Regions from separate parts of the Ovis aries genome. Here region 2 is linked to region 1. A link is a contact called in public Hi-C data. All regions are on one chromosome and are shown on one strand. Each heading gives the region's core, a stretch centred on a gene start, on an enhancer-like site or on the middle of the called end of the contact. The rest is flanking DNA. Distances are from core to core; before and after follow the strand shown.

Region 1 (4,266 bases), core at 837-3,336:
CTTAGCTTAACTGTCCGCCCAAACCAATTTACACCAAAGTATGAACAAAGGTTAAATTCTCTTTCAGGGCATTTTCATTGGAAAAAATGAAAAATTTCATTACATTTTAATTTTCTTTTTGTTGGGGGTGGGGAAGGAGCAGAGAATCCCATGGACAGAATCCCATAGACAGGCGGGGAAGGGACCTGGAGAATCCCATGGACAGAGGAGCCTGGGTGGGCTATGGTTCATAGTGTCATAAAGAGTCAGACACTAGTGAAGTGACTTAGCATGCATGAATGCACCTTTTAGTCTAATTCAGTTGCTGGAAGAATTATGTCCACTTCTTTCATCCTCTTATTGAATCATTTATTCTAGATTAATCCTGCATTAAGCCTTCCTCTGTAAATTTACAGGAAAGATCCTTTGGGTCATCACCGTCTCTATCATGTTTCAGTTACAGCAAGCATCATCTTATAATTTATTTTTGTACTTCAGCTCTACGTACAGGGCCTGACAAATAGCAGGCGTTCAATAACCGTGGAGCGAACGAATGTCAAAGCCTAGGCCAAGAGTTTCTAAAATCAATGTTGACTAAGAAACAAAACACGGAAATGCTAAGGGCTGAATGCCAGGTAGTGCGGGCCTAGAAGAAATAAAAATAACCCCTAACAGCACAGAGGGAGAAGGCGACGGCACCCCACTCCAGTACTCTTGCCTGAAAAATCCCATGGACGGAAGAGCCAAGTAGGCTGCAGTCCATGGGGTCGCTAAGAGTCGGACACGACTGAGCGATTTCACTTTTACGCATTGTAGAAGGAAATGGCAACCCCACTCCAGTGTTCTTGCCTGGAGAATCCCAGGGACGCGGGAGCCTGGTGGGCTGCCGTCAATGGGGTCGCACAGAGTCGTACACGACTGAAGCGACTTAGCACCAGCAGCAGCAACAGCACAGAATCCTTCCGAAGGAATCACCTGTCTTATTTTCTTACATCGCTTTTTGGCCTCTCCACACACCCCAATTTCCCGCTCTCTAACTCCTTTTCTTCCCTTACGGGGACAGGTCAGGCAGGTAGTCCAGTGCAGCTGCTCTGATTGGTCGGCGATGATTTCATTGTTAGGGAACATCCGGGCCTTTCTCCTCCCCGCACCACCTCCCCCAGAGCCCTGCCTTCTGAGTTTCCCTCTCCCGCGTGCGCCCCACCCGCTGGCTAAAGCAAAACAACCGCCTCTCCTTGGATCGCTTCTTGCCCTCGCCTGCGCCATCCTTCTCGTCTCTACGTCTAAGAGAGGCGTTTATATCTTCCAATGAGGGCCTAGTAGGACTTTGTTTGCCAATCAGCAGCGAACCCCCTGCAATTCCGGGTGGGACTAGGCCTCCACACCTATAATTGGACAGCCCATTGGCTCCTTTATGGCGTTTGGTTTTACGCAAGGCTTAGAGGTCAAAAATAAAGGGGCACGGTCTTCACAGAACGAAAAGGCTCCTCACAGACTCTCTAGGTTTGACCGTTTTGGAGGACTAGCCAATCGCTTTTCGAATACTTCCCCGCCTTTTGCGCGTTTATTTAAAAAAAGCCGGTGTGACGGACTTGGAAATTGGTTCCGTGACAGACATGTAAAGAAAGCCAATGATTGAAAGTTCGGGCCACCATTTGGACCAATAACAAAAGAGAATCGCTAGGGTCTGGGCTCTGAGAGGCAGAGCGCAGGTGGGCGTTACTTGATTGACGACGGTCTCTACTTATGTCTGTTAGGGTGGGTTGGTCCCTGATATCTGCGCGGCATAGCAGAGGCGGGGCTGAATGAAGTAAAGGGTAATGATGGGTTGGGTCTCACTCAGTGGGCGGTGTTTGATGGATAGCTGACCTTGCCAATTGAAAATGGTCACTTGTGTCCAATGGGAAACTAAGAGCCCAAGGGCGGGGCCTTGTGGGCGGGGAAAACTAAGGACGGAGCTACTGGGGCTGCCGGACTGGGAGGGCGGTGATTGACGGGCCGGCCAACCAACCGGCTTCAGTGAGAGGCCGCGTGGCGTCCCAATGGGTGGGAATGGGGGCGGGGCTCTCCGAGGGGCGGGGAAGGACAGGGTGCGGGGAGGGCGTTGCAGAAGGAGCGGAGCGGCTGCTGCTCAATGGCGGAAAAGCCGCCGGTGCTCTGACCGCCTCGTCCCCCTAGCAGTTGCGGGGGAGTTTCCTGCCGGCGCGGCTGGAGTCTCTGTTTCTCAGGGTTAGGTGGCTGGAAGATGCTCCAGAGAGACGAGGCTGCGGCGGAGGAGGTGGCGGCGGCCGAATCGGCAGCGGCGCTAGGGTGGAAAGAAGGCGGCAGCGGCGGCGGCGGCGGCGTGCGGGGCCCGAGGGTGTAAACAGCCCCGGAGGCGGCGGAGGCGGTGGCCAAGACCCCGAGCGGGAAGCGGCGGCTGAGGCAGGGTCGCGCCTCCGTTGGAAGCCTGGGCTGAGTGCAGCAGGGGGGCTCTGCGGCGGTCGCGAGCGGACGCCCTAGACCTCGCCTCCCTCCCTCGCCCCAGGTAAGGCCGCTGGGCGACCCGGCGAAGGGGAAGCGGCTCGCGGGCACCGCGGAGGCCCCGGACCGTTTTCGGGGTGCCGCCGAGCCTCGGCTGGGATCTCTGCCCTCTAATCCTCGCCTCTTTTCTTGGGCCGCGGAGCCCGGAGGAGCGGTACGCCGGGCCTGGCTCCTGGCTAGGCCCCTTCCCCGCCGCCTCCGCGCTCGGCCGAGGTTGGGAGAGGCTCGGGGCCGGGAATTTTAGTTTGCTTCAACGTCTGAAAGTAAACTGCTTGTTCTTGTTCTCTGCGAGCATCTCTATCATCTGAAAGCACTGGGGCTACTCCAGGCCTTAACTCGTTCCGTCCTGGTGCATGCCTATATGAAAACACTACCTTTTCCCATTTGTTTCCTTATTAGCTTCTGCCCTCTGCGCTCCACTTCACTTCCTTGTTAAATCTTCTTTCTCGCTCTTCTATTTCTGCGTCTCATCACCTTCTTTTTCCTTAGTGACTTTAAATCGTTTCTCTTTCTCTTCTCAGCCGACTCCGGGCTTCCTTCCTTGCCCTTCCGAGCAGTCCTTTTCGGATGTCTGTCTTTTTACAGTGAAGCTACTATCGTCAGTATTCCAAATCCACCAGAGGCCCATTAAGAATAGACTCACCAGTTTGAAGCGGCAGATCAGTTTTTTGATTAACTGAGCCTGTCCGTTTTAAAAAATTGTGTTATTAAATGCAGAGTGTGGAAATAGCCCTGAAGTTATTTTAAAAATGAAGAGCTCAGTGAGTGTTGTAAGAGTTATTTCATTTTTCAAGTTGCATGACCTCCAATGTCAGATTGACTAGCTCTAGAACATTTGCCCATTTTAAGCGTTTAATAGCGACCCACATTCATCAGTATTCAAGTTGGCTTAAAAACAACTTGGAAACTTTAGAAAGAAGACATAACAACAACTAGGAAGCTGTTTTGATGAAGGCACTGCTAACTACCTTTTAAAACAGGCTCCACATGTTTAATGTATCAAAATAAAGTTGGCGGGAGTCTTGTAAAAAGGATTATTTAGGAATTTGAGTAGTCTCAGTGTTATGTAGCTATTTTAGGAGAAACATTCTTTTTCGGTTAACAATCGTTTACAACTCCTGTGATGTGAGAATTACCGAGGTTTATTGCGGGATTAACACAGGAACTCATTTTATTTGCGCTACTGCGTGGATGCAGAAGTGGTAAATTGTTCAGGGTAGATAGTGCAAGCCAGTATGTTCCAGTGGATGGAAAAGTATGCCACCAACACTGAATGCTAATAGACATTATTTCATTTACTTTTTCTGTTGTGCAATAGCAAAGTTATTATTGTTGGCCTACTTTTAAATAGTGCATTTCTAAATAAATAGTGAGGCAGGTTATTCTAATTATTATTATAGTATTTTCCAAGTGTACAGCCTTTTAAAAATATAGCTAAAATTACACTATTGAATAATGGTAATTTATTAAAGGAATAATTTTGTAGGCTTCTTGAACAGACAGTGGTTTCAATAACACTTTTATTTAGTATTTGAACAGATTTTGTTAGTCAACAGATTTTCAGGGATAATCCTGATTTTTACTGTGCTGCTTTCTCTCAGTTGCTTCTTTGTCTATTTTTTTTTAATGGTCGTTTGTGTTTTCTCATCATTTATTTTTGCTCTCATAAAGTCTTACCACAGTTTCTGCAGTGTTTCTTTATGTTGCATTGTCAATATGGAATAGTATTTTTATTATATCTTTCATAACCATTAAGTTTTCCCC
Region 2 (4,266 bases), core at 929-3,428, 81 kb before region 1:
CAGTGCTCATGCCCAGTCACATCTGACTCTTTGCGACCCCATGGGCTGTAGCCAGACTCCTCTGTCCTTGGGATTTTCCAGGCAAGAATAGTGGAGTGGGTTGCCATGCCCTCCTCCAGGGGAACATCCCGACCCAGAGATGGAACCTGAGTCTCCTGCCTCTCCTGCACTACAGGCAGATTCTTTACTGCTGAGCCACTGGGGAAGCCCAAACACAGCAGTAACTGGGGCCTTGATAAAAAAAAAAAATGGTATCTGAGAAAAGTCTGATAAAAGTGAGTATATAAGCCATATGAAATGCAGAGGAAAGTTTTTTTTTTTATTAGAGTATAGTTGCTGTACAATGTTCTGTTAGTTTCTTCTGTACAGCAAAGTGAGTCAGCCACACGCATACATACAATCCCCTCTTCCTTGGATTTCCTTTCCATTAAGGTCACCACAGAGCATTGAGTCGAGTTCCCTGTGCTATACAGTAGGTTCTCACTGGTTATCCATTTTATACACTATTATGTATATAACAGTCTCTCAGTCCATCCCACCCACCCCCTTGGTAGCCAGATGTCTGTTTTCTACGTCCAGAAGGTGATACTTGCGCAGGTTAAGTCCTTGCCTTCTGGCACAGGGAGTTTTATGGAAAGCCCACCATGAGACAGACAAAACAACATAACGTCACAAGTAGACAAGACGTGCACAAGGGGATTGTGTCCCTTGTCCATCATGAACACCTAATGTAGCAAATGAAAGGCAAAGAGCTAGTTACAGAAGTGAATGAAAAGGAAATTAAGCTATTAGAATATACTGAATTCATGCTGGAAACCACCACTACTGCGTAAGGATGATTTTGGTCATCCTCACTTTGTAATTCTCCCAGGATAAGAGTGTGTCTCCAGTGAACAGACAATGACTCACTGGTTAAATTCTGGTGCGGATCAGTTTACGAGAGCAGAGTTTATCCCCCTCCCCCTCCCCCAGGTGATGTTGGACTTGCCTTATAGTGAAATATTAGCTGGCAGGACACAGAGGCGCAAGTGTGTTTGTCTGTTCTGACTTGGCCTCCTGAACTGGCCACCCTATGCCAGGAGAGGAGCCTGCCTCAAGTAGATGTTGTCCTTTCATCCTGGGTCCAGATATTCCATCAAGTGGAGCAGACCTGCCTTAGACCCTGAGGCTGGAGTCCAGCCTAGCTCAGCCAGCCCAGATGAGCCCACCTGGGATCAGACCAAGGCTGACCTGCAGACCTATGAACAAGAAAAATAAATGTATGTTGGTTCTACACACATTTGAGGTGGTTTGGTGGTGGTGGTGTAGTTGCCAAGTTGTGTCTGACTCTTGCGACCTCATGGACTGTAACCTGCCAGGCTCCTCTGTCCATGGGATTTACCAGGCAAGAATACTGGAGTGGGTTATCATTTCCTTCTCCAGGGGATCTTCCCCACCCAGGGATCAAACTGACGTCTCCGGAACTGCAAATGAATTTTTACCGCTGAACCACCAAGGAAGCCCACAGCATAGCAAAACCCAAGTAGGCCAAAAGCAAAGCGGGTTTGGTTTTGTTTTTGTATCAAGTTAAAAATCAACCCTGGAACTTCTCTGTCGATCCAAGGAAGACTTCGCCTCCCAATGCAGTGGTGTGCAGGTTCGATCCCTGGTAGGGGAGCTAAGATCCCAACATGCTTTGCCTAGCTGAAAAGGCAAAATACAAAACAGAAGCAATGTTGTAACAGATTCAACAAAGAATTTGAAACCAACCAACTCTTCGTTTTCCTTTTGTGGATCATCCACAGAAGGCAAATAATAAGGCCACGGCTGACCTCCTCCTAGCCCCCAGCACATTTCTAGGGCATCTCCCAGCATGCGAGTTGCATAATGTGAAAGCGCGGCAGCCTCATTCTCACATTAGCCTCAGAGAAAGTAAATTAGGACTGTTACCCTGCTCCTGCATCCCTCCCCCACTTAAGTCGCGGTGATGCTCAAACTAAACCAGAAAATCCAGCCCTTTGTTATCAGAAGGCACAGGCCTCTGCCTCTCCTTTCAGAAACGAGGGTGTGTGTGGCGGGGGTGGGGGGGGGGGGTGGTGTGTGGGGGGTGGTGTTTTCAAGGGTCTCCAGCGTTGGAGATCCTGTCCCCAACAGCTCTTAGCCATAATTTTCCGAGTTCATGATGCCTGCGTCCTTTTATGAAAGGAATGTTCCCAGGAGGAAGCCAGCAGGGTCAACGCCACAACGTCCTACGGCCTGGATTACACAGACCTCGTTTTCCTTCACCTGAAGTTACGGAGAAGTTTCTTTCCGGTCTTTTTTTAGGCCTCTCTGTGTTTTCCCTCCCCTGCCCGCGTCTCCCTTGCTCGCTCGGCTTTTCTTCGGTTTCTTCCCCAGCGCCCGAGGACCTCGTCACCGCAGCTCAGAACCTCCGCGCCATTTCGGACGCTGTCCTCCAGGTGGCAGTAGAGAGCCGCTCACTGCCCAGCAGCTTACGTCACCTTGTTTACTCGGCTCCCGGTCATTTTTAGATCTAAGATCACAGGACGTTAATTGGGCCAATGATTTCCCATTCGTTTTGGCAAAAGGCCCTTCTTGTGGGCGTAGGGACAAGGATGATGTCCTTCTTGACAGTGAGATTTTTGCTGCGGGGAGTATTTATTTGTAAACACTCGGCACTTCATCTTTAGAACATAGGAAAGCAGCGCAGCACGTGGGTCTGTGCTATGGGCTTGTTTCTGGGTCACTGTAGTTTTGGAGCCGAACAAGGGTGATGTTAACTAGGGACAGAGTCGAGGCATCGCCAGAGCCAGCTGAGAGCCCTCAGAGTCTGCCTTTTTACTTCCCTTTCCTCCTTATAAAATAACTCAGCAGGAAAGCATTTGGACTTTGGAACTTGGAGAAATAAGGAAAACGGCTGATTTGGGCAGTCTGGATCCTGATACATAGTGGGGAGACGCCTTGAAGCTCAGGGAGGGGTTGGGAGGGTCCTACTCCAGTGGCCCTCACCCTGAAATTGCATCTGAATGTCTCATCGTTATAAATCACACATTTCACAGCCTGAAATTTTTCATCCCATAAAAAGCACCATTTATTATTCCTTGTTTATGATTCTGCTACCCAGGTACTGGTCAGGAAGGGTGAAGAACAGGGGAGCTGAATGGCCTAGCTCACTCTCCTGTCCGAGTTCTGTGCAGGTTTTGCTTCAGAAGCCCTAGGATTTCTGCTCTTTTGTTACCAGCTTTGGTGGGTAGAGGATGGAAGGAGCTGAGAGTTTGTGACTGTTTAAGAAGTAAAATAAACAGAATTCCTTAATCCCTTACAAGAGGAGGGTGGACACATTTTATGCTAAGGGAAAGAAAGCAAATCTATAGATTAATGTTAAAAATAAATGAGCCTCCAAATTTAAGTGTCTTTTTTTCCCAGTCCACCTCCCATCTGACCCTTTTACATGCTCCTGCTGCGGCTACATAAGAACCAGCTGCCAGAGAGGGCAAAGTCCCTCTCCCTCAAGCAATGTGCAATCCAGCAGAGTAATCACGCTGGCCTGGAGAAATAGATGGCTTTCATGAAGGCAGGAAGGGAAGGAAAATACACTTCGATTCCAGTCAATGACCGTTTCTTGAGCTGTGTCAACAACTCAGGCAACATAGGTTATAAAGACGTGAAAAGATATGGTTCCTGCCACTGTAGAAAACTTTTGTCTAGTAAAGTTTACAGTCATCGGGAGTTTTTGTTTGTTTCTTTCTTTTTGAAAGCACATAATGAAAGAAGGGTTGAAAGAGACTGAACAACAGAAAGGGAGAATGCCAGGTAAATGACTTGGAAAAGCATTCCTCCACTTTGGCATCTCCTTAAGAGTGGTGCTTCCCTCGTGGCTCAGACAGTAAAGAATCTGCCTGCAATGCAGGAGATTTGCGTTCTATCCCTAGTTTGGGAAGATCCCTTGGAGAAGGGAATGACCAGCCACTCCAGTATCCTTGCCCAGAGAATTCCATGGACAGAGGAACCTGCAGTCCATGGAATTGCAAAGAGTCAGACCTGACTTACCAACTGAACAACAACAACAACATCTTGAGGATACTAATGCATAGAGAGATAAAGTACTGAGTTGGCCAAAAAGGTCATTTGGGTTTTTCCATTAGATGGTACAGGAAAACCCAAAAGAACTTTTTGGCCAATGCAACAATTTGCCCAGAGTCATGAAGTCAGTCAGCTGGCCCTTGAACCCAGGCAGCATTACTCCAGATCCATTTTCTCTACCATCTCCCTAGTGTGCTAGAAACT

What was found. Hi-C and Micro-C count contacts between places; a contact is called where the count stands out from the background.
Region 2: a contact with region 1 is called in a Hi-C map of hypothalamus, with 3 times the contacts expected there. The contact joins the enhancer-like site here to the promoter of PPM1B in region 1. A contact is called at or near these places in 2 of 16 Hi-C or Micro-C datasets (hypothalamus and liver).

What each region holds. Positions count from the first base shown.
Region 1 is chr3:80,151,533-80,155,798 of ARS-UI_Ramb_v3.0, reverse strand. PPM1B (protein phosphatase, Mg2+/Mn2+ dependent 1B) reads left to right here and starts at 2,086. Exons shown (of 5, transcript XM_042246234.2): 1 at 2,086-2,506.
Region 2 is chr3:80,232,438-80,236,703 of ARS-UI_Ramb_v3.0, reverse strand. No RefSeq gene overlaps it. Among named protein-coding and RNA genes, the nearest start is that of LRPPRC, 71 kb to the left of the region's middle. Within about 2 kb of position 2,178, at least 31 of the 54 cell types and tissues checked have an H3K27ac peak or open chromatin away from gene starts, as enhancers often do. A contact at or near this core is called in hypothalamus and liver, where this site is marked.